Regions from separate parts of the Arachis hypogaea genome. Here region 1 is linked to region 2. Evidence: chromatin contacts called from public Hi-C data. All regions are on one chromosome and are shown on one strand. The core of a region is the stretch at or near the end of the contact, and the rest is flanking DNA. Distances in the headings are between cores, read along the strand shown. Region 1 has its middle 15 kb from the start of LOC112751258. Region 2 holds the start of LOC112751250 (F-box/LRR-repeat protein 3).

Region 1 (6,907 bases), core at 1,854-4,353, 33 kb before region 2:
CGTGCCACATCCTAAATTAATTTTAAAAAAATATATTAAAATTAATAAAATGAATATTAATTTATTGAATAAAAATTTATATTTACAAATTATATAATATTTTTAAAATCTAAAACTTCAATTATACTCGTAAACTATACATTTTAATTTCTCATTAGATAAAAAATTCGACAATAGTATAAATATAATATAAAAAAAGATAATTTAGTAATATTAACTCTATTGTCACAGTAAATTTTAGAAGGTTAAATTTAATAATGTTTGTATAATTTTTTGGAGTGTTTGAGAATACTCTAGATGATTTCAGAACATTCTAAAATATCCTAGAAGATTCCAAAATATTCTAAAAAAATTCTAGAATACTCTGAAAAATCATAAAGTATTATAGAAGAGTGTAGATGTATATAGAATTATGAAGAGTAGTATGAAATAATCTAAAAGTATTTATAAAGTTGTGGTATGATGGATATTTATAATAAAGGTTATAGATGATTAATCTAAACCGTTGATTAGATTTAGTTCTAACCATCCATTGAGAAAGTGGGTGACCAGAAACGGACCCAAGTGGTGTATTAGGGGTAGGGGTGGCAAAGCGGGTCAGCCCGCCTAGGCCCACCTTATAAACGGGGCGGACCGGCCCGCCCCGCTTGATGGCGGATTGGCGGGTTGGCGGGCTAGCCCGCTTGACTCTTTTTTTTTTTGAAAAATAAAATTCATTAAAATTAACCAAAAAATAATAATTAAAAAATAAAATACAAATAAAAAATAGTCAAATTATAATATAATTTTTTTACTATTTTTTTATTTTTAACTTCAATAAAATTGTTCAAAATAATATTTGTCAATAAAATTATCTTTATTTTAAAAAATAAGTCACATAATTTGAACATATATACGAAATTGTAAAATAAAATAAATAAAGTTAATAACTAAAAGAAGAATAAAAATAAAAAATGAAAAAATGTTTAAAAATTCTATAATTATTAATTTTATAATAGTAATCACTCTTTTATTTAATAAAAAAAAGAAAAAAAAAGCTTCGACCCCGTGGACCGATCCGCCCGCCTCGCAAAAACCTGCCAATTTGGCGGTGCGGGTTTGACGGATTTTTTTAATTTGGCGGGCTCCAAATCCTAACCCGACACGCCTTTTTAGCGGGTTTAGCGGATCGGCCCGGTGGACTCGACTCGTTTTGCCACCGCTAATTAGGGGGCATTTGCCCCTACTCTTTCTTTTTTTTTTAAATATATACATATATAACATGTGCCTCCATTTTAATTTTTAAGTGACTTTATTACAAATAAATTTATTCCAATTATTTAAAGTCTTAAATTCACTTTATCTTTTTATCATTTTGACTATTAGTTAATCTAATCAAATTTAGTCTTCTCTTATTCTCAAATTTCAGTCATCATCACTCTTTTATTCTCTTAAATCCTCTTCTTAGTTTCAACCTTCTTTTTCTATTATTTCTCTAGTGGTCATTTTTTTCATCAAAAAATAAATTTTAAATTCTCTATTTTTTTAAATTAACTTTTTATGACTCTATATATCTTTCAATTTTATTGTTTCTCTTTTTGATATTTTCAATTACAAATTATAATTCAAACAATTATAGTTTAGGTATTAATCTAATTTTTTATTCTCTTTATAAATTTATATATTTTATTTTATTCTCATTTTAGTGATCCTTATTATTTGTTTATCTTTCGTTCTACTTTATTATATGTAATTATGTTGCATATAAATTTCTAAAATCAATTGATTAATTTACAAATTTAGAATATATATTTTTTATTTATAGAAATAATAATAAAAAAATATTTTAAAAAATATCTTTCGTTCTATTTTATTATATGTAATTTTTTATTTTTTTTATTCGAATAATTAATGTGCACTTTTATTTTTTTGAATTTAGATTAATATATCTTTTGATAATAATGTATATTATTTTTGCCTCCCCAACATAAATTTTCTGGTCTGTCACTGTGGATGACTATAAATACGGGTGAGAATTAGAATTTGTATGTGTGAGTCATTTGTAATAAACACTTAAGCAATAAAGTGTTTTGGTTTTCTTTTTCTTATATTCTCTTAGGTTTTTAAATTTCTTGCTAAGTACTGAGAAATAGACTAACTTAATCTTAACTCAAAAAATTGAGTAAATTTGAGTGCCAGCAAGATAGTATTGAAATGTATTCAAGACACTATGTCCAAGACACTATGCCCTAACACCTAGATTTTCCTCCTATTCCTAAATCATTTAACTTAATTCCGTAATTAATAAAGAGAGACATCTTAAAGTAAATTAAAATCATACTAATTTGTTCAATAAAAAAATAAGATATAAACTAAATCTGTACCTAAAAATTTAATAATAAAAGTAATATCAATGTATTCCTAAGAAAAAATAAAGGTTTGCAAACTAAGTTTATACCTTATAACTAAAAGTATTAATAATCCTATTCGTAACAAATCGTACACCTCAAATTATTGATAAATTACAAATGAATAACTTTATAATAGTATAAATATAATAAATAAAAGAATTTCATTCAAGTAGGTAAATATAGCGATATTAATTTCCTAAATGAAAAAAAACAAACAAACTTTATAAATCATGTCCAAATTTAAAATCTAAATTTTAACCTTACTCCTAAATCTTACTTCCTAATTTTTTTGATAGATGATGATACGATAAATTCATTTTAATATTAATAATGTGTTCAATGTAAAAAAGTATGTTAATTTCAAACCAAATAAAAACTTAAAAGTTAAAACTTTAACCCTTTCCATAAATTATATGATGATACAGTGGACGTCAAAGAAAGACATTAATTCCAAAGGAACAAATTCTTGAACTGGTTGCAATGTGTGGAGACGCTGCAATTCAAACAAGCTAATGCAAATGAGTTTAAACACATAAATAAATGGAGGAGTATAACAAAATCAAATGAAAGTGGCACATAAGTGTGGTATCAATAAGTTGCTACTAATACATGGTACTTCAAAGTAATTAATTATATAGCAGGTTATTATTGGTGATTCCTTATTTCTTTGGATCTTAATGGCAATGTCGAAGGAACCTTAAGAAACGAGGAGTGTAGAATCTGTAGTAGTTTTTTTTTTTTTTTTTTTTTGGACTTGCTGTAGTAGTTTAGTATAGTGTTTTCTTTCAATCTTTATGTTTCTTTGGATCTTGATGTTTTTCTGATTTTTGTGTGTAAAGTTGAATTCTGTTGTAATTTTTTTTGGCACTGGTTGGTGCCCTCTCTTTTTTTATGGTCGAGATTTTGGAACGAAACCATACAAAAAAATGATATGACTATTTTTGGTGGGTTTTTAAATATCAATTATGAGATCCATGGATTAAAAATTTGTTGGCATCAGTTCAGCCAATATTATATATGAAAAATATTACACATTTACATTTTTATGTCTCAATTTGATGGGATTAATAATGAAATAAGCTCATCCTGACAATTTAATCATATAAAATATAAGATGTTAGATGTTAGATGTGAGTTATCGATCTCCAAATATATATATAGACAATATAATGGAATTATTAATGAAATAAGCTTATTTTATTAATTTAATCATGTGAGATATAAGATGTTAGATGCAAATTGTCATCTCCAAATATATATAGACAATATGATAAAATTACTAATGAAATAAACCTATTTTGACAATTTAATCATGTGAGATATAAGATGTTAAATGTGAGTTATGGATCTCTAAATATATATAAACAATATGATGAGATTATTAATGAAATAATAGTCCATTTTGACAACTTAAATCAAAATTCAGATATAAAAATTTGGTATAAATTCATATTATAAACCATAGAGGGACATTCAAGAAATATTCCCAAGATTTTATTATTTGATACATTTAAACTACTCATTCTACAACAATCTAAGAAAATAACAGATTAGAGTATCCATTACTAATTTACTATATGTATACAAGAAAATTATGAGACTTTGGGATTTGGAAACAAAATGCAATTGATGTATAAAGAGATGATTTTCATTCTCATTTGCAACTGTTACAGGCAATATTGTAAATGTGTAGCATCATTCATTATATATCTGTGTGAAAAAATTCCAATAAATACAGGGACACTCTCAGCAATATTCTTTATAATCTCATCAATGAGGTTGGCTACCATATAAAGCCTCATTGAATACTTTGCCAAAAATCAAATCTGACCTTACATTTATATGTGTTTATTATTAATTTTAATTTATTGAAATTCAGAAATTTAGAAATAACGTGATTCATTGTTGTATAATTATTATGTATGAAATAGACAACACAGAGAAGAAAAAAACAAGAATGTACAAGAGAACTACAAATTAGAAACACACGTATACCTTTCCACCAAAAACCATGGGCTATGAAATATGAATTATAGGTACGGAAGAAAAGATTGATGTGACTTTCTCTTTCACATGCAAGCATCAAAAATTCAAAATATGCAAATATCTCCACAGAATCTGCTTACAATTTTTGTGAACAATGATAGAAACTCTTAAATCTTAAGTTATTCGCTTAATTATATTTTAAGATAATTTTTTAAAATAATTTAGTTATTTGAAAAATTAAAAGGTAAATTAAAAGTCTTCTAATCATTATTCTAACTTTATTTATAAGGAGTAGTTCTTATAATTATGATATGCAAATTTTTTTTTAAAATAATTATTATATAAAATTTATTAAATTTATATTTATTTTGCTCGAGGTGACTTGATTATTGATATATCGTAAGATATAATTTAAATATAAAATCTTTGATGAGAAAATAGTATTGACATTCTTAATAAATCAATTTATTAATTGTATGTGTAATTTAATTTTCAAACAAAATTTTAAGCTATAGGTTAGGGAAAGAATTATGTGTTGTGTAATTTTTTATTGGTAATGTTAAATGTACAATTTTTTTTAAAATTAAATCTAATTAAGTTGGTATAAGTCTAAAAAAAATGTGCATATGTTGTCGTTTTTCTTTTTTTTTTTTGCATTTTTTAGCATAAAAATTTTTATTGGAGAGTATAAAATTTATTTACATAGCACATAGCACAAATTTTTGGGCAAATCACTTAAATAAGCTAAGGGGAGGAGAAATTTACACCAATCAGCTAAATTAAAAACTGGTTCATGAATCAACCAAGAGACAGTTCTATATAGTTCGAATCACCCTAATTCAAACTTCAATCTCCATGTAATTCGAATCACACTGATTCGAATTACACCCACGCACACACCCACTAATTCAAATCAACCTGATTCGAATTACACACACGCACACACCCACTAATTCAAATCAACCTGATTCGAATTACACACACAGTAATTCGAATCAGGGTGATCCAAATTACACCCACACACGCGTTCCAAGGTAATTTGAATTGGGGTGATTCGAATTACTCAATTTTTTGCTCTAATAGTAATTCGAATTAGGGTGTTTCAAATTTCTCATACTTCGGCTATAAAAGGAGTTCGAACCAACCTCATTTGAACCAATTTTTCATTATCATACCCCACCAAATCCCAGAGAGAACGACTCCAACAAAGGCTCGAGCAGGATATTCAGCCCATGGGAGATAATCCGGACAGACTATATCGTTTAGATGGAGTAGCTCATATAGCCGGGGTCATCAACGAAGATGTTAGTACGTAATCTTTTTTTTTAAGAGTAGGATTAAGTAACTTATTCGTATGTTTATATATGTTATGTTAGTGGTTTGGATGGTAAATGACGTTGATAACATTGCATGTGACTGATTTTTTATGTTTTGTTAGTGATAATGTATATGGTTTCGTAAGCAGTTTTATTAGCGGTTGCTTAAATGGCTATGTAAGTGGTTATGTTAGTGACCTTGTTAGTGGTTTTAGGGTGGTTTAGTTAGTGGTTGTGGTTGTGGATTTGCTTGTGGTTTTGGTTGCGGTCCCCCTTGCGGTTTTGTGAGTAGTTTTTGTGGTGGTTTTGTTAGTGGTTTTGTTGGTGGTTATCATGGTGGTTTTGTTGGTGATTTCGTTGGTGGTTTTGTTAGTGATTAAGTGCAAAGATGAAAAGTGCGGAGGGTACTGTTGTGTGCCAGAGCTAGAACCACCTCCAGCCCCAACTCGATCACTCGCTGCAATATCATCGCCACTGTCATCAGCAATCATATCCGGCTCCACATCATCATCGTCAACATCATCCAGCAATGCATCGCCCAGACCAGCCAATGCAGCACACTGTAAAGAAGTCGACACAATATCCACTATACCAACCTCTCCACCTCCACTACAATTGAGATCAACAGCGAAAGACGGGGAGGCGACAGGCTCGTCCAGAGGTTCATTCACAGGGACGGACGAAGATACACCAACAGGTCTGGAGTTAGAACCAGCTACCGTGCCTATAGTGTGGATATTCCGGTTCGAACCCCCAGAGCTAGATACCATATTAACCAACTTCGCCAATAGCTCAGGTGTCCTAACCTTGGGAAACTGCCGGTGATAATGAAACAGGACCTGCAAGTTCATATCACTCCCTATCGTGAAACAATCATACTTCACTATTTCTTGCAGCACTGAGATCGGAATGCGATAGAATAACTTGTGAACCCGTTTCACGCCTTGCAGACCAAGTTTCTGTAGTATAGAACTCAAACTCATCATAGCTCGTCGTAGGCCTGCTAAAAATACTAAGAGGATCCTTATCAATGAACTTCACACCAGATCGTTTTTTGCTCTTAATCGATCCTCTGTGATGAACCAACACTACAAAACTCTCATCACTAGCCATTTTCTCACTCTAATGAGATTAATTCACGTTTACGCCATATTTATACACGTCTAGCACTGTATTATTCAAACCAGTGTCATTTGAATTATAGCTTGTGTAATT
Region 2 (6,849 bases), core at 2,397-4,896:
ATAAATACCCAAAGTAGTAATATGTACGGTCCTGGGGTAATCTATTTTTCAGATAACAATAATATTAGGTCATCTAAATATTACTATCACATCCATCTACCATAAACTCACATTATCAACAGAAAAAAAAAAGTGTAGTACTGTACAGCATAAATTTATTTTTTCAAAAAATAGATTAAACATAAAAAAAAATAAATTTTTAACCTTTTCAAAATTTAGACATATTGATCTTTTTATTTATTTAAGTCTGACAAAACTAACAAAAAAATTAAACATAATTTTTATTGTATTAATCTGATCGATATACAAATATACACATAAAAAAGACTTTTAAAATAGAACAAATTAAACCTAAGTATGGATACGTCTGGATTTTTTGTAGATATTGACGAGCCAAAAACTCAAAAATCTATTTTTTTTAAAAAGAAAGTTGAAAATAAATTGGAGGAGGTTAGTGCGTTTATGAGCCACAACATCCCTGACCTAAAATTCTGATCTATGTTTGTTGTGGAATTTTGACTCTCTCTCTCTCTCTCATAATCATGGCACCACCCACCACAAAGCTTTTTTTCCCCCTCTAACTGTTCTTATCTGAGTCAGGCAGGTACTATGCAAGGCCACCTATAAGTACGGCAATTCTTTTTTATTTTCAAACTTTGGACTTTTCGCAACCTTTTCTCTTTCTTTATTTAAAAATCTTTTATATAATAACATTTCTTACAATCAATAAGAAAATTCTGCTCTATATATATAATTGCTTTTAAATCTGTTTATCTGCCATCGGACTGCGCTTAGATTTGGACTGTAATTTCATACATGTTATCTAAATTTGTAAGTAGTATATAATTATTAATTTAATATGTCATAGATAATTATTTTCATTAATGATAATTAAATTTTGTAATAAAATTTGTGTATATTAATGTTGTCAAAACCTAATTTCAAAGACAACTTTTATTATTTAAAATATTGATTGAACAATTTTTCATTAAATTTTAATTAATTATTTAAAAGTTATTATTTTTCTAAAAAATACAAATTTTGTTAATAACATGATATAATTTATTTTACAACATGTAAGAAATTTTATATAAATAATAGAATATAAGGAAGATAAGAAGAAGAAAAAGTTGTTTAAAAAATAAATAATTAATTTAAGTAAGAAAAGTAGAAAAAAGGTTAGTGTGAATTATGGGGCAAGGAATGGTCCTGGCCATCGTACTGGCCGCACTTGAATCTGTCCTTCCTCATATAGTCCTCCACCATATGTCATCTGCATCAGATAATGAAAGCCACTCACTAGCCCCTAAATTACCTTCTTACCCTCCCGCTTTTCCACTTATTATTTCCGTCCATACCTGTCCTTCTCCGTACGGCTGCTTTTATCTTCCGTATCTGACCAAAATACCCTTCCTCTAGTTAGTAACGTTCTATATATTATTGTACTGCCACTTTTTCTTTCTTTTGTTTTATCAAACAAAATATTATTTAAATATATATTCTTTGGTATATATTTATTATTTATATGAGTAAAATTTAATTTTATTTTTAAATAAAAAAGTAAACATTTTGTTATTTGTCGGATAGATTTATTTTAGAATAAAATTAAAAAAATTTGCTACTCAAAATCAATTTTGAGTTCTTCTTCACAACTATAAAAAAGGGCAAAACACTAAAATAAGCCTAAGGGAAAAAATTTTTACGCAAATCCGCCAAACCAAAATTTGGTTCATAAATCAACCATAATTCGAATCATGTTGCTTCGAATTATACAACCTGATTCGAATTACACACGTACAATAATTCGAATCAGGTTGATTCGAATTACACCCTAATTATTAAAAAAATAATTTATTAAAAAATAATAATTTAAAATTAAAAAAATATATTTTATTTCATGCATTAAAAAAAAGCTAACAAAATATTTAATTACAAGACTTCTTTAAAATATTAATGAGCTATCAATTTAAATTCCATACGATACTCTTTTGTCCATTTTTAATAGCTCATGAATATTTTTTAATAAATTTTTTTAAATTATATGGTGAGATATTACATGATTCGAATTACGCATGGGAAGTTCAATCACTCTGATTCGAATTATATGGTGAGCAATTCGAATTCTATACAATACTCTTCTGCCCATTCTTGATAGCTCATGAATATTTTTTAATAAATTTATTTGAGTTATACCACAAAAAAATATTTTATTCTATTCAAAATAATTTAAAAAATGGCTTAAAAAATATTTGGAGTACTATAAAAATTTGTAATATTCTAATGACTTAAGTAAATATATGCATGTATACAAATTTTAAATAAAATACTCTACATAGTCAATAATAATTTAGAAATTAAAAAAAATATTTTATTCCATCCAAAATAATTAAAAAATATATTTTATTCTATACAAAATAATTTTAAAAAAATGGCTTAAAAAATATTATGAGTATTATAAAAGTTTGTAATATTCTAGTGATTTAGGTAAATACATGATAAAAATATATTTTCTTTAATTTCTAAATTATTATCGAGTATGTAGAGTATTTCTTTAATGTCCTAAGTCATTACAAATTTTTATAGTACTCCAAACATCTTTTAAGCCATTTTTTAAATTATTTTGCATAGAATAAAATATTTTTTTGTAGTATAATTAAAATAAATTTATTAAAAAATATTCATGAGCTATTAAGAATGGGCAGAATAGTATTGTATAGAATTCGAATTGCTCACCATATAATTCGAATCAGAGTGATTGAACTTCCCATGCGTAATTCAAATCATGTAATATCTCACCATATAATTTAAAAAAAAATTTATAAAAAATATTCATGAGCTATTAAAAATGGACAAAAGAGTATTGTATGGAATTCAAATTGATAGCTCATTAATATTTTAAAGAAGTCTTGTAATTAAATATTTTGTTAGCTTTTTTTTAATGTATGAAATAAAATATATATTTTTAATTTTCAATTATTATTTTTTTAATAAATTTTTTAATAAATTATTTTTTTTAATAATTAGGGTGTAATTCGAATCAACCTGATTCGAATTATTGTATGTGTGTAATTCGAATCAGATTGATTCGAATTAGTGTGTGTGAGTTTTGTGTATAATTCGAAGCAACATAATTCGAATTATGTGTAGATCGAGTTCGAATCTAGTTGATTCGAACTACATATGAACATGCATTGGTTGATTCATAAACCATATTTTGATTTGGCGGATTTGCGTAAAAATTTTCTCCCCTTGACTTATTTTAGTATTTTGCCCTATAAAAGTTATTAATTTTTTAAAAAATACTATAATTAATAATTATACTACGTATACGGTGTATACAAAAAATTAAATATTAAATTAATTATTACTATAAAATATATATTAAAAATAATTTAAATAATATATATTTATACATAAAAATATATCGATTGATACGATAATTAATTTTTGATATGTATATACGTTTTTAATAAATAAATCCAACCTATATTAATTGTTATAAAAAATTAAAACATATGAAAGTTAATTATTAGCAATTATCCTGAAATGAATGTTACATGTTAAACTAGGTTGTACCTGGCACCTGACTTGGAGCAACAGAAGTTGGAAAGGAATAGAAGGGAACAAGGGACTCTTTTGTCATTTGAAAGTGTAGATAGATAAGCCCGGCAGGTACACAACGCTCTATTTAGTCTTAAATATAAAAGATGACAAGTGATTGATAGGGGCATTTTAGTCCTTATAACAAAACACCTCACCCATCTTCCTCCATCGTCTCCAATAAATCAATCATCAAGCAATAAATCTTCTGTTAAACCGTTATAACAAAAACAACTCACTCTCTTCCTCTTCCTCTTCCTCTCCTCTTTTTTTCTTTGGAGGACCAAAAGAGGAAAAAAAAAAAATAATGAAGAAGCAGAAACTACTCCACCCAACTATGGACCACGGTAGAAACAACCCCTTCGATGCGTTATCGGAAGAACTCATCTTCATAATCCTCGATTTCCTCGAAAACCAACCATCTTCGCTCAAATCGTTCGCTCTTGTTTGCCGCTCTTTCCACTCACTTGAATCCCGCCACCGCCGCAACCTCCGACCACTGCGCTCCGACCACCACAACCTCACGCGCCTCCTCACACGCTACCCGAACCTCTCCAACCTCGACCTAACCCTCTGCCCGCGCGTCACTGATCCGACGCTCAACTCGCTAGCCGGCGCGTGCGGCCACGCGCTCCGCCGACTGGATCTCTCCAGGTCGAGATTCTTCACCGCCGCGGGGCTGACGAGCGTGGTTGTCAACTGCCCGAACTTGGCGGAGCTGGATTTGTCGAACGCGACGGAACTGAGGGACGCGGCGGCGGCGGCGGTGGCGCGTGCGAAGAATTTAGAGAAGCTGTGGCTGGCTAGGTGTAAGCTCGTTACGGACATGGGGATCGGGTGTATAGCGGTGGGTTGCAGGAAGCTGAAGTTGATAAGCTTGAAATGGTGCGTTGGTGTTGGTGATTTGGGGGTTGAGTTGCTTGCGATCAAGTGCAAGGACCTTCAGAGTTTGGATCTGTCCTATTTGCCTGTGAGTTCTTGTTCTTGTTCTTGTCTCTAATTTGGTTCAATAGTTAATATTATGATGTGTCGTCTTTATTTGTTTTTTGATTCAACAAAAATGGAAAATTGGATGGTGATTGAAATTACGGGATGGATTAATGACTTCCACATGTTTGATATTTTGATTTATTTATTTTTATGTATATTTGGAATTGGAATCCGTGAATTATTACTATTACTCATTAATCATTGTTGATGGTGTTACCAAGTGTATTTGAAACTGAAGCAGCTCATGTGAGGATAAGTTAGTGATGAAAAGCAAAAATAATGAATTGGTTTTCCAGTTAGTTTTTTTATTGGTTTATTATGAGAAACAACAATATTAGATACCATCAATAGTATATAGCGTTTGAGCTGTTCTTTTGATATTAAATTGACTTATTACTGTTTGAATGTAGGGTGGGTTTTTCCTATTGAGTTATAGGTTTTTAGAAAGATCTGGTTGATGTTGTTTGTCTAATTTGTTTATTGTGTTGTGCAGATCACAGACAAATGCCTGCAATCAATATTTAAGTTGCAACATCTTGAAGATTTGGTCCTTGAAGGATGCTATGGCATTGATGATGACAGCCTTGCAGACGATGTCTTCAAACAAGGGTGCAGGACGCTAAAGGTATGTATTTTCTTTTAGATGGAACATTTGTTTGCATCAGTTGGTGTACTATTGATTTTTCCTTCTCTTCAACTATGCACTTGTTTTCTTGATATAACTTGCTACCTGCTGCCTTCTGCAGAAACTTGATATCAAAGGTTGTCAAAATATTAGTCATGTTGGTCTGGCCAAGTTAACAAGTATTTCTGGATGCATGGAGCAACTCATCCTGGCAGATGGCTCTCCTGTAATTGTTATATCTTGGTAAATTTTTTGTTTTCAATACTTGGGGTTGATGGTTTCAATTGTTGCTAATTGTTATTTGATTTTCCAGGTGACTGTTGCTCTTGCTGATGGTTTGAGTAAACTCTCCATGTTGCAATCAATTGTATTAGACGGCTGCCTGGTTACCTGTGCTGGATTAAGGGCCATTGGAAATTTGTGCATTTCACTTCGGGAACTAAGTCTAAGCAAATGCATGGGAGTGACGGATGAAGCTCTATCATTTCTTGTGTCTAAACACAGAGATTTGAGGAAGCTTGATATCACGTGCTGCCGCAAGATAACTGACGTCTCCATTGCCAGCATTGCGAATTCTTGCACTAATCTCACATCTCTCAGAATGGAGTCGTGCACTCTAGTTTCACAAGAAGCATTTATCTTGATTGGACAGAAGTGCCATTCACTTCAGGAGCTTGACCTAACAGATAATGAAATTGACGATGAAGGTCTTAAGTCCATTTCTCGTTGTTCAAGACTCTCCGTCCTGAAAGTAGGAATTTGCTTGAACATAACGGACAGAGGACTTGCCTATGTCGGCATGTGCTGCTCAAATTTAAAGGAGCTGGATCTCTACAGGTTTGTGATTCAAATTTATAGGCTTTAGATTTAATGTATAATGTATGCATCCTTTGGTGTTATATAACAATTTCAATTTTATGTTTTGCTTTTAATTTAAACATCATTCTTTTGCATCAAGTGAAATTGATTTAGGTTGAAAATATGCACTACATTGAAGTCACATAAGATCTAGCAGAACTGGCTTCAATAAATTTTACGGGTTGCTCATTGGTTAAATAAATCTAGAATCAATTTTATCAATTGAACAGTTAACTGAAAGATCACCGTGAGTTGTCACCAGGGATTTATTTTATTTTTTTCTTCTCCTTCTCAGGTCCACAGGAATAACAGATTTGGGCATTTCAGCAATTGCTCACGGTTGCCCTCGCCTTGAGACAATAAATGCAGCCTATTGTACTAGTATCAGTGATAGTGCATTGATCTCCTTGTCTAAATGTCCGAATTTGAAGACCCTTGAAATTCGTGGATGTGTTCTTGTTACATCGCTAGGTCTAACAGTTATTGCAATGAGTTGCAGACAACTACGCCGGGTAGACATCAAGAAGTGTTACAACATTGATGATAGCGGGATGATTCAGCTGGCTCATTTCTCCCAAAATCTAAGACAGGTATTTTCCTTGTTTCTCACTTTTCTATGAATCATAGAGATGCTGGAAAATCACACCTGAAGATTCTAACGATATGTGCATTGCCGGTCTTGCAGATTAATTTGTCGTATAGTTCGGTTACAGATGTCGGGCTGCTGTCACTTGCTAGTATCAGTTCCCTACAAAGTTTTGTCCTGCTTCACCAGC

Evidence for each region. A called contact is a pair of places that touch in the nucleus more often than the background predicts.
Region 1: a Hi-C map of leaf shows a contact between it and region 2, with 3 times the contacts expected there. The contact joins the enhancer-like site here to the promoter of LOC112751250 in region 2. A contact is called at or near these places in 4 of 8 Hi-C or Micro-C datasets (leaf and an unstated tissue).

The regions. Positions count from the first base shown.
Region 1 is chr2:92,623,472-92,630,378 of arahy.Tifrunner.gnm2.J5K5, reverse strand. No RefSeq gene overlaps it. Among protein-coding and RNA genes, the nearest start is that of LOC112751258, 15 kb to the left of the region's middle. Within about 2 kb of position 3,103, at least 2 of the 3 cell types and tissues checked have open chromatin away from gene starts, as enhancers often do.
Region 2 is chr2:92,591,161-92,598,009 of arahy.Tifrunner.gnm2.J5K5, reverse strand. It overlaps LOC112751250 (F-box/LRR-repeat protein 3), which reads left to right and starts at 3,646. Exons shown (of 7, transcript XM_025800329.3): 1 at 3,646-4,570; 2 at 5,084-5,215; 3 at 5,337-5,441; 4 at 5,529-6,052; 5 at 6,369-6,663; 6 at 6,759-6,849. The coding sequence starts at 3,908.